Linked DNA regions of Sus scrofa: region 1 is linked to region 2. The links are chromatin contacts, called in public HiChIP or PLAC-seq maps. All regions are on one chromosome and are shown on one strand. The core of a region is the stretch at or near the end of the contact, and the rest is flanking DNA. Distances in the headings are between cores, read along the strand shown. Region 1 overlaps KIAA2012. Region 2 overlaps CDK15 (cyclin-dependent kinase 15).

What was found. HiChIP or PLAC-seq counts read pairs in DNA pulled down with a chosen protein or histone mark.
Region 1: an H3K27ac HiChIP or PLAC-seq map of skeletal muscle shows a contact between it and region 2, with 4 times the contacts expected there. The contact joins two enhancer-like sites. A contact is called at or near these places in 3 of 47 Hi-C or Micro-C datasets (embryonic fibroblasts, fetal liver and skeletal muscle) and 1 of 2 datasets of contacts at active chromatin or transcription factors (skeletal muscle).

What each region holds. Positions count from the first base shown.
Region 1 is chr15:105,763,105-105,767,518 of Sscrofa11.1, forward strand. All of the region lies in intron 14 of KIAA2012, which reads left to right. Among named protein-coding and RNA genes, the nearest start is that of KIAA2012, 84 kb to the left of the region's middle. Within about 2 kb of position 1,612, at least 1 of the 83 cell types and tissues checked has an H3K27ac peak or open chromatin away from gene starts, as enhancers often do. A contact at or near this core is called in skeletal muscle, where this site is marked.
Region 2 is chr15:105,489,446-105,493,852 of Sscrofa11.1, forward strand. CDK15 (cyclin-dependent kinase 15) reads left to right here. Exons shown (of 14, transcript XM_021076193.1): 12 at 989-1,128. Among named protein-coding and RNA genes, the nearest start is that of CDK15, 90 kb to the left of the region's middle. Within about 2 kb of position 1,601, at least 5 of the 83 cell types and tissues checked have an H3K27ac peak or open chromatin away from gene starts, as enhancers often do. A contact at or near this core is called in skeletal muscle, where this site is marked.

The DNA.
Region 1 (4,414 bases), core at 362-2,861, 270 kb after region 2:
TACCTGTTCTGGCTTCAGAATCTGAGAGAGGAGTGGAAACTTAATAATATATTTTAGGAGTTCCCGTCGTAGCACAGTGGTTAACGAATCTGACTAGGAACCATGAGGTTGTGGGTTCGATCCCTGGCCTTGCTCAGTGGGTTGAGGAACCGGCGTTGCCATGAGCTGTGGTGTAGGTTGCAGACCCGGCTCAGATCCTGCGTTGCTGTGGCTGTGGCATAGGCCGGTGGCTACGGCTCCAATTAGACCCCTAGCCTGGGAACCTCCATATCCCGCAGGAGTGGCTCAAGAAAAGGCAAAAAAAAAGACAAAAAAAAAATAATAATATATTTTAATCTTAATAACATTAGATACCTTATGATTTCAGTTTTCTTTATTAAGAATGAGTATGAGGAGTTCCCATGGTGGCTCAGGGAAACGAATCTGACTAGCCTCCATAAGGATGCAGGTTGGATCCCTCACCTCACTCAGTGGGTTAAGGATCTGGTGTTGCTGTGAGCCATGGTGCAGGTTGCAGACGCGGCCCAGATCCCGCGTTGCTGTGTCTGTGGTATAGGCCAGAAGCTACAGCTCCTGATTCGACTCCTAGCCTGGGAACCTCCATATGCCGCAGGTGCAGCCCTAAAAAGCCAAAAAGAAAGAAAGAATAAGTGTGAGATCTTTTTACTACACAAGAAAACTTGTACACCCTTGAAGTTGAAACTCACGAGATACTGATTTCCTTCAAGCATTAGGAAGGCATTGAAATTACATTACATGATATGCTACATGGAATTGCCAAATGTATTTTCCTTATTAAGCCTTTTAAGAACTCCCTACAAATTTTTTTTTTTTTTTAAATTTTTGTCTTTTTGCTATTTCTTTGGGCTGCTCCCGCGGCATATGGAGGTTCCCAGGCTAGGGGTCCAATCGGAGCTGTAGCCGCCGGCCTACACCAGAGCCACAGCAACATGGGATCCGAGCCGCGTCTGTGACCTACACCACAGCTCACGACAACGCCGGATCGTTAACCCACTGAGCAAGGGCAGGGACCGAACCCGCAACCTCATGGTTCCTAGTCGGATTCGTTAACCACTGCGCCACGACGGGAATTTCCCAAATTTATTTTTATTCCCATTTCACAGATGGAGAGGCTGAGCTTCAATGATAGGTCATGCGGCACATGGCCGAACTCTGGCTCCTGCAGCCCCTGCTCCCCCATCCTATGGGGAGCTTTGATAGTTCCTTATCAAAGCCGGCTGTGGGCCTAGAAGTACCACGCTCAGATGGGGGGCTGTGGGTGAGAGTAGAGGGCAGGACCGGTGGAAGGTTCTCCAAAAACAGATGAGAACTTCAGGCAACCTGGCCCAGCCTCTGTCGAACAAAGAACCTGAGGCTAGGGGTTAAGTATCTCACACGAGCTGAAAGGCATGAGGTGTGGGCGTCAGGGCTTCAGTGCAGACAGCAGGCAGTCTGACGCCAGGACCTGCACCCTGACAGCTGGGGCAGCTATGTCTTCTGTCTCGTTTGAGTGTGGCTGTTTGTGTTTACAACGTGTTTGTTACTCTCTGCGCCCACCCCCACCCCCCCAGCCCTCTAATACCGCACTGCTGCCAGTGCCCTTTCTAAATACAGCTGGGTCATACCACTGGGTTGCTGGACACTCCTACCACGTCTCCAGTGGCCTTCCTGTTAAATCTTGGCATCAAAAATATATTGCTTTTATAAATAGAAAAATATAACAAATGAATTAAAAAAAAAAAATTCCAGACTGCAACATTCAAGATCTGGCTGGTGTCTGATTCACACGGCCCAGGCTCTGCAGCCCCGCCAGCCTCCCCCACAAACCAGTACCTGCGGTTTCCTCTGTGGGAACTGCCCTACCTCCCCTTCTCTGCAAGACTTAACACCGTGTCCACTGGTAAACAAACCTTCCTGGCCTAATTTAGCTTCACCTCCCGCGAGGTCCTGCAGAAACCTGTCATAATCTGTCACAAGATTTATCACACTGCATGGCAACGTGAGATTTCTAGTCATTTCTCTACAGGGATTCTCTACAAATAGATCTCTCGGCCTTGTGCCTCAGTACCCAGCACAGTACCTGACACACGACAGACACTCAATAATAAATATTCCTAAGCAGAAGGAACAGATAAAGAGCAAATGATTTGGCCAGAATAACAGAGCTGGGATTTGAATTTTCAGTCCTTCTGTGTATATTGCTCACCAAGTATTATTGCCTATGTTTCAGTCATCGCCTTTGTAACTGATATTAAAAGTGACAGCATTTTTTTTAGTTTTACTTTTTACTTTTTTTTTTTTTTTTGGTATTTTTAGGGCCGAATCCATAGCATACGGCAGTTCCCACGCTAGGAGTCGAATCAGACCTGCAGCTGCCTACACCACAGCCACAGCAACACCAGATCCGAACTGCATCTGTGATCCATGCCACGCCAGATCTTTAACCCACTGATCGAGGCCAGGGTTCAAGCCCACATCCTCATCCTCATCGATACTAGTCAGGTTCTTAACCTTCTAAGTCACAATGGGAACTCCTAGTTTTACTTTTTTTAATTCAAATTTTGAATCCAAAATATACTCAGGAGTTTTTTAAAATTTAAGTATAAAAAGGTATGTCTCCCAGCAGCTGGGTTCCCTTCCCCTTGGACCACACTGTTGCTAGTTTTCTGTGTGCCCTTCCTGAGTTGCAGTATGCAAATAGAGGCCAATACAAGATAGAAACACAGACAGAGAAGTATTTTATACATGTTTCTACATCTCTTACACATTGCTCACAGTCTTACTTTTTTTACTCAATGTATCTTGAAATTCTGTGTTGAGATGCTTTTTAATGATTGCATAGTATTCTGTTGTACGAATTACCATAATGTATGCAATATGTCCCCAATTGATTGAATATGTAGGTTGTTTCCAATCTATTGCAAGGAATGATTTAGGTATATGTCTTTTCACATGTATGTTCATATATGATAGCTTTTTGACACTTTTCTAAGCAACAGGCAGAATTTCAAATTAAGACTACGTCTTTTTATAACAGGGACTCCTCAAAAGATTCTTTCCAAATCCCTGAGTCTGCCTCTGTCTCCCCATCTGTGGAATGAGAGGAATAGTCCTTGCCCCTGAAGGCTCATAGCTACATGTTGTTAAGATTGAATGTTCCTGTTATGGCTCAGCGGAAACCAATCTGACTAGCATCCATGAGGATGCAGGTTCAATCCCTGGCCTCACTCAGTGGGTTAAGGATCTGGTTGCTGCGAGCTGTGGTGTAGATTGCAGATGCGGCTCAGATCCCCCATTGCTGTGGCAGTGGCGTAGGCTGGGAGCTACAGCTCAGGTTCAGCCCCTAGCCTGGGAACCTCCATATGCTGTGGATGCAGCCCTAAGAAAAAAAAAAAGACAGAAGGTTTAGTCTTCCGGGCATTAAAATTCTTCCAAAGGAGGAAGCTATTTTCTCCCTTTTAATCCCCATTTCCTGTTAGACTAAAAGGATTTATAAACAAGATTTTTTAAATTTATCTCTTTTCTAGTCTTTTAATTTAGGAGTTTACTAGAAAGGCAGGTTTTTCCTACAATCTGTTTTTAAAAGCTTTTCCATTTATTCAGGGATGAAATTTTTTTATTGCATCATGCCAAATCTGCTTTGTCTCCAAAAGGAGAAATACAAAAGAAACAAAATTTCTTACCTGCTTTAGCTTTTTTTAACCTCAGAGTATCTCATCAGCCATGAACACTAAACTAACAAGTGAGAAACACAGAGTAAAAAGTCACCAAAGGAGAGAGAATAAATTAGCAGATAATTGTCTCTCCCTAAAATAGCTTGGGTATTTGATTGTCACTAAAGGCTGAGGAATTTTAGTCCCAGGAGAGGTTTCTAGGGCCCTCAGATTCCTTCCCTGACCGAAATGAAGCTGTGGATTAAGCAGAAATCCAGGTGACAAAGGCCAAGAGCTGGCCTCATCAGACACCAGAGGCTTTATTTGGGTCAGCAATTCTTTCCTTGGCAACTAAAGAGCTGCCCTTCCAACCCTCTAGAGAAGATCCATGATTCTCTCAATCCTGGCTGGATATTGGAATCACCCAAGAAGACCTAAAAATTCCCCAGCTCCAGAAAGCCTGGTTTTGATATTTGGGGTTAGGTCCTAACAATCTTTTTTTTTTTTAAAGCTTTGCAAATCATTCTAAGATGAGCCGGGGTTGAGGACCATCATTTTGGAGATTCCTGGGTGGTGGGATTGCAAGCAGCTTGTGTGACTCAGAGAAAGAAGGGAGAGGGGATTCCATGTGATAGAAAACCCAATCCATAGTAATCCTTGAAACGCCCCCAACAGGCCAAGCTGATCCTTTTGCTTCCCTGCTTTAAACCCCCAGTGCCTTCATTTGTTTCCAAGGTAAAGACCAAAATCCTTAACCTACC
Region 2 (4,407 bases), core at 351-2,850:
TCAGCCTCCACCCTCCCCTGCCCCCCAACTTTATATCAGGCCCCTCTCTTCTGATTTGTCCCAGGCCAGCCAACTGGCCTTTCTTCCCTTCTTTAAAATCCCTCTTCTCCCTCCCACTGTGGGGCCTGCAAAGCCTGCCCTTCTCCTGCCCCAGATCTTTAGCTCTCAGCTCAAATGCTGCTTCCTCAAGAAAGTCCTCCCCGAGCCTCTCCTAAGTCAGGTATCGGAACCTTTTTCTTCATAGCTGCACTTATGCATTTGTGTGATCATTTGATTAGTGTCTGGCTCCTCTAGTGGATCAAGCTACCGGAAGGCAGGCTTTCCTGTATCTCCCAGATCCAACCACCCACCTAGTAGTTGCTCAGCTAATGGATTTGCTCAAATCCAAATTTATAATTCAACATAAGGCCAGCTTGAGGAGTCGTCCTTACTGTAATTTAAAGAACTAGTTCTTTCTGTCCTGTGCTCCATCTCAGACAAAGCCAGTAGTCTTAGAGAATCATCCTGAGGGCTGAGCTTCAGAAACACTGTGAATAAGGGCGTTTTCCACTCAAGTTTCGCCCTCCAGAATCTCCTCTCTCCCTCTTCCCCTTCCAGGATTCTATGCTTGCTGCCCTTAGAGCATATTTCCAACAGGACTCTTCTGCTTGCTGGGGGCTACTGTGTTCCTTAGAGAAGAACCCTTAGCTCTGTATTTCTGTTTCTGTGATCATAGTTTCAGGTCCTTTATGTATACAAGGTACCCAGAGCTGCAGTGGAGTGGGGGTGGAGGCGGGGGCGGGGGGTGAATGACAGAATGCTGACATTTCCCCCTCATCTTGGTAATGAGACAGGGAAGAGTGTCAGGGGTGGGGGGTGGTATTTTTCTACTTGCCAAACTTTACTAATCCCAGCAAAGTTCTATTTGAAACTCTTCTAGCCACCTCCGCTACTTTTCTTTTGTCCCCCATGCTTTTGCAGACACCCTTTTTCTTTCCTGCTTTTCCAGGTTGTGCAGGGCTCCTGAAGCGGAAGACCTGGCCTCCCAAATGCTGAAAGGCTTTCCCAGAGACCGCGTGTCCGCCCAGGAAGCGCTGGTTCACGATTATTTCAGTGTGCTGCCAGCTCAGCTGCACCAGCTTCCTGACGGTGAGCGAATTATTGTGCACGTGCGTGTGTGCACGTACGTGTGTGCGCGTGTGTGTGCGTGTGCATGCACGTGCACATACACATATAAGTTTCAGTGTCTGTTTTCTCGGAGCACTGGAGTCGTAAACTTTGCACCCAGTTGCAAGCTGAGAGCTGGGAGAAGCAGGATGGGGACCACATCTTGCCTGCCTTTTGTTTGAGATTTTCTAAAACTCTAAAGTCGAGGGTTGAGATGACACAGACCTGCTTGTAATGATCCAAACCTTTCCCATATACACACCTAGACTTAGAAATCAGAGGAGATGAAAGTTTCCTCTGAGTTTGTTTCCGCCAGCATCTGCCAGGAGAAGCAAAACCAAAGTTCCTAACAACCCCCTTTTCTTTTTCCACAGCGAGTAAGATGATAGGTGACATGGATATGTCAGGAGAGGAGAGCTGGCCTGTCTTGATTGGTAATCTGATGCTGCCCAAGGAAGCACGGGGTGGGGTATGGGGCGAGTGGAGCGTCCGGCCAGGCTGGACGCCCACGGGAAACACAAGTTACCCTGAGAATCAGCTTTGCTGCCTGGGCCTGAAGTCATCCTCCAAATCTGAAAACTGCTGAGGGATCATGTGGCTGGAGTGTTCCTCCTGTTTCTCAGAATGTGGCTGGGAGAGGCTGTTCAGAGGATGTGGGCAATGCAGTCATGGCCCCGCCTGTTTGTGGGGGACCCTCCTTAGGTGGCATTTCTTTGAAAACATCCACCATTCAACTGAGAACAATTTTTTGAAGTCCTAAGCCAGAGAGGAAAAAAAGCCATTAAGGAAAGTCCAGGGGGCTCAGATTGCGAAGAGGGTCCTGAGATGGGTGGAGTGGAGTGAGAAAGGGGATGCGGTGGGAGCTTCTGTCCAAGAGACAGTGGCACATGACGGGGACCAAGTCTCCAGGCTTTGCAGATGCAGCTCTGCAGTGTTCGGGACGTGGTCCTGCATCAGTCCTAAGCTCTTAGTTTGGGACTTCTTGTGGGTTGTTTTTTTTGTTTTTTGTTTTTTTTTTTAATGAAAGTGAGTCACTTAGGATCTCCAAAAATAACCATAATCATACAACTGGGGTTAATGTCTTACTTAACCCTGTGAAAAGAGTCGGTCAGCTGTATTTATTAAGTTGCCATTAAGTGTCAAGAACATATTAAGTGTGATAAAATTGGAGGGAAAAAAAAGGCTTGTCCTTGACCTCAAAGATCCCATGAAGTGGGAGGAAAAGAGGGCGAGGAAGAGGAAACAGGACACCCTCGTACACATATTAGCACAAATCATATCTAAACAGCTAAAAGTCTGTGTGTAATCAGCTGCAGATGTTCAGAGAATATGTGTGTGCTAAAGGCAATTCTTTGGAGGAACCAGAATAACTCAAGTAAGATGGATTAGACTGGAGGTGACTCTGGAGTGGAATTTGGAAGCAAGGGAGGGACATGTGGGTAGAATGGCTTGGCATGTGGGTAGAGTAAAAGACATTCCAGGCGACCTACAGTTCTTAGTCCCTTTCTGGTACTCACTCCCAGCTTCATCCCCACCCCTCCCCAACTCCCATCCGCTATCACCTTCCCAGTCTGAGCTCCTACATCCCCCCCTTCATAGCTTTCTTCTCTCAGGCTTGGGACTTCTAAGTACCACTCCACCCAAGTATACACACTGGGGGAGGACAGATACACACACACACACACACACACACACACACACACACTCACACCCTCTCTGCATTTAAAGAAAGTTCTCCCAGGGGCTCCTCTTCTATTATTCTACGTAGAGAACCACTGGGAATCTTCAGAGTTTTCTGGGCACGGCTTTTCCTTGAAGGAGAGTAATTAGGAGAAAACAATCCCGGTGCAAACTGATGTGTAGTTAGAAACTTGGGTTTTGCCTCTTGCTGGTCACCTAAAGCAAAGCCACCATCAGAGGGACTCTGTGTGTGTGTGTGTGTGTGTGTGTGTGTGTGAGAGAGAGAGAGAGAGAGAGAGAGAGAGCACTTGCACATGTGGGTCTATGAGAGGGACCAAACCGATCTGTATTCCTTCTCTGTTCACCCAGCCACAGAGCCCAAATCTACTTTGACACTTTTAGAAAAATGAAAAGATGGAATCTTGCAGGAGCCTGCCTGTGCTGGGGGGGAGACGAGGAGTGCTCACAGCAGGAGGGAAGTTGACTTTTCTTTATACATATAGGGGTTTTTCCATGCAGAGTTTAAATTATGCCTGATAAAAGGAGTTTCGTGGATGTTTCAGTTCTTTCAAATTCTCCTGGCTTCCTCCCAATTAAATGAGGTTTGTCAAAGCCACAGGGCTCTGCTGCTGCTGCCTCGGCCGACAAGCACTTCCTGCAGCGACATCTCGAATCCCCGAGGGAGAAGATGAAAGGGCCAGCGCCAAGAGACAGGGGAAGGGGGGCAGATCGAGTGTGTGTGTATGTGTGTGTGTGTGTGTGTGTGTGTGTGTGTGTGTGTGTGTGTGTGTGTGAGGGGCGGGGGCAGAAATGGCAGAAGTGGGTTGAGAGACAGATCGACAGATAGGACATGGACAAGAAGACAGGGAAAACAAAGCTACCAGGAAAATTGAAAGGAAAAACAGAGGAAGACAGAGCAGCCACCAGGGCCAGTTTGTGCGCCTTGAGAACAGTGGCCCTCATCAAGACCATGGATTTTAAGGATGCACTCCCTTAGCCTGGCAGTGCCAGCTGTTTTTCCATCATCTGTGGCCATGAGCCTTTATTGAGAGCCTCCTTTGCAGACTGGGAGCGCCAGCCGTTATCACACTTCCCAACCCGCAGGGACACAGACTCGGGGTGGCTGCCCAGAAACAAGAATTGTGCAAAAATAAGACATGCTCTTGTGAGTGGTTTGTAAAGAGAGTTTCCCTGGCATAATGATGCAAGAAATTTTCCTCTCTGGCGGCAGCCTGGAATCACTTAGGGAGTTATATTTGTATCATTTTTATTATTCTGGTTTTATTCTGGTTTCAGGATAACAAAGTTGTCACTTTAAAATATATTCTGTTTCCCCTTTGATCTGGGAGATGCCAGCTCTTATTGTCTGCCCTCTGACGAAGACAATTTAAGCATGAAACTTGAGGCTAGGAACCGTGTGAAGAGGGGAAGGACAGCCTAAATGCCAGTGGAAGCGTGGCGCAGAGTCCCCCAAAATGCAGGGGTCACTCTCATCCATCCGTGTCCGTTTTCACGAAGTCGAGAGGTCCCTAGGTTGTGGTCGGAAGCTGATGGCCAGAGGAACCCAGGGGATCACTTGCC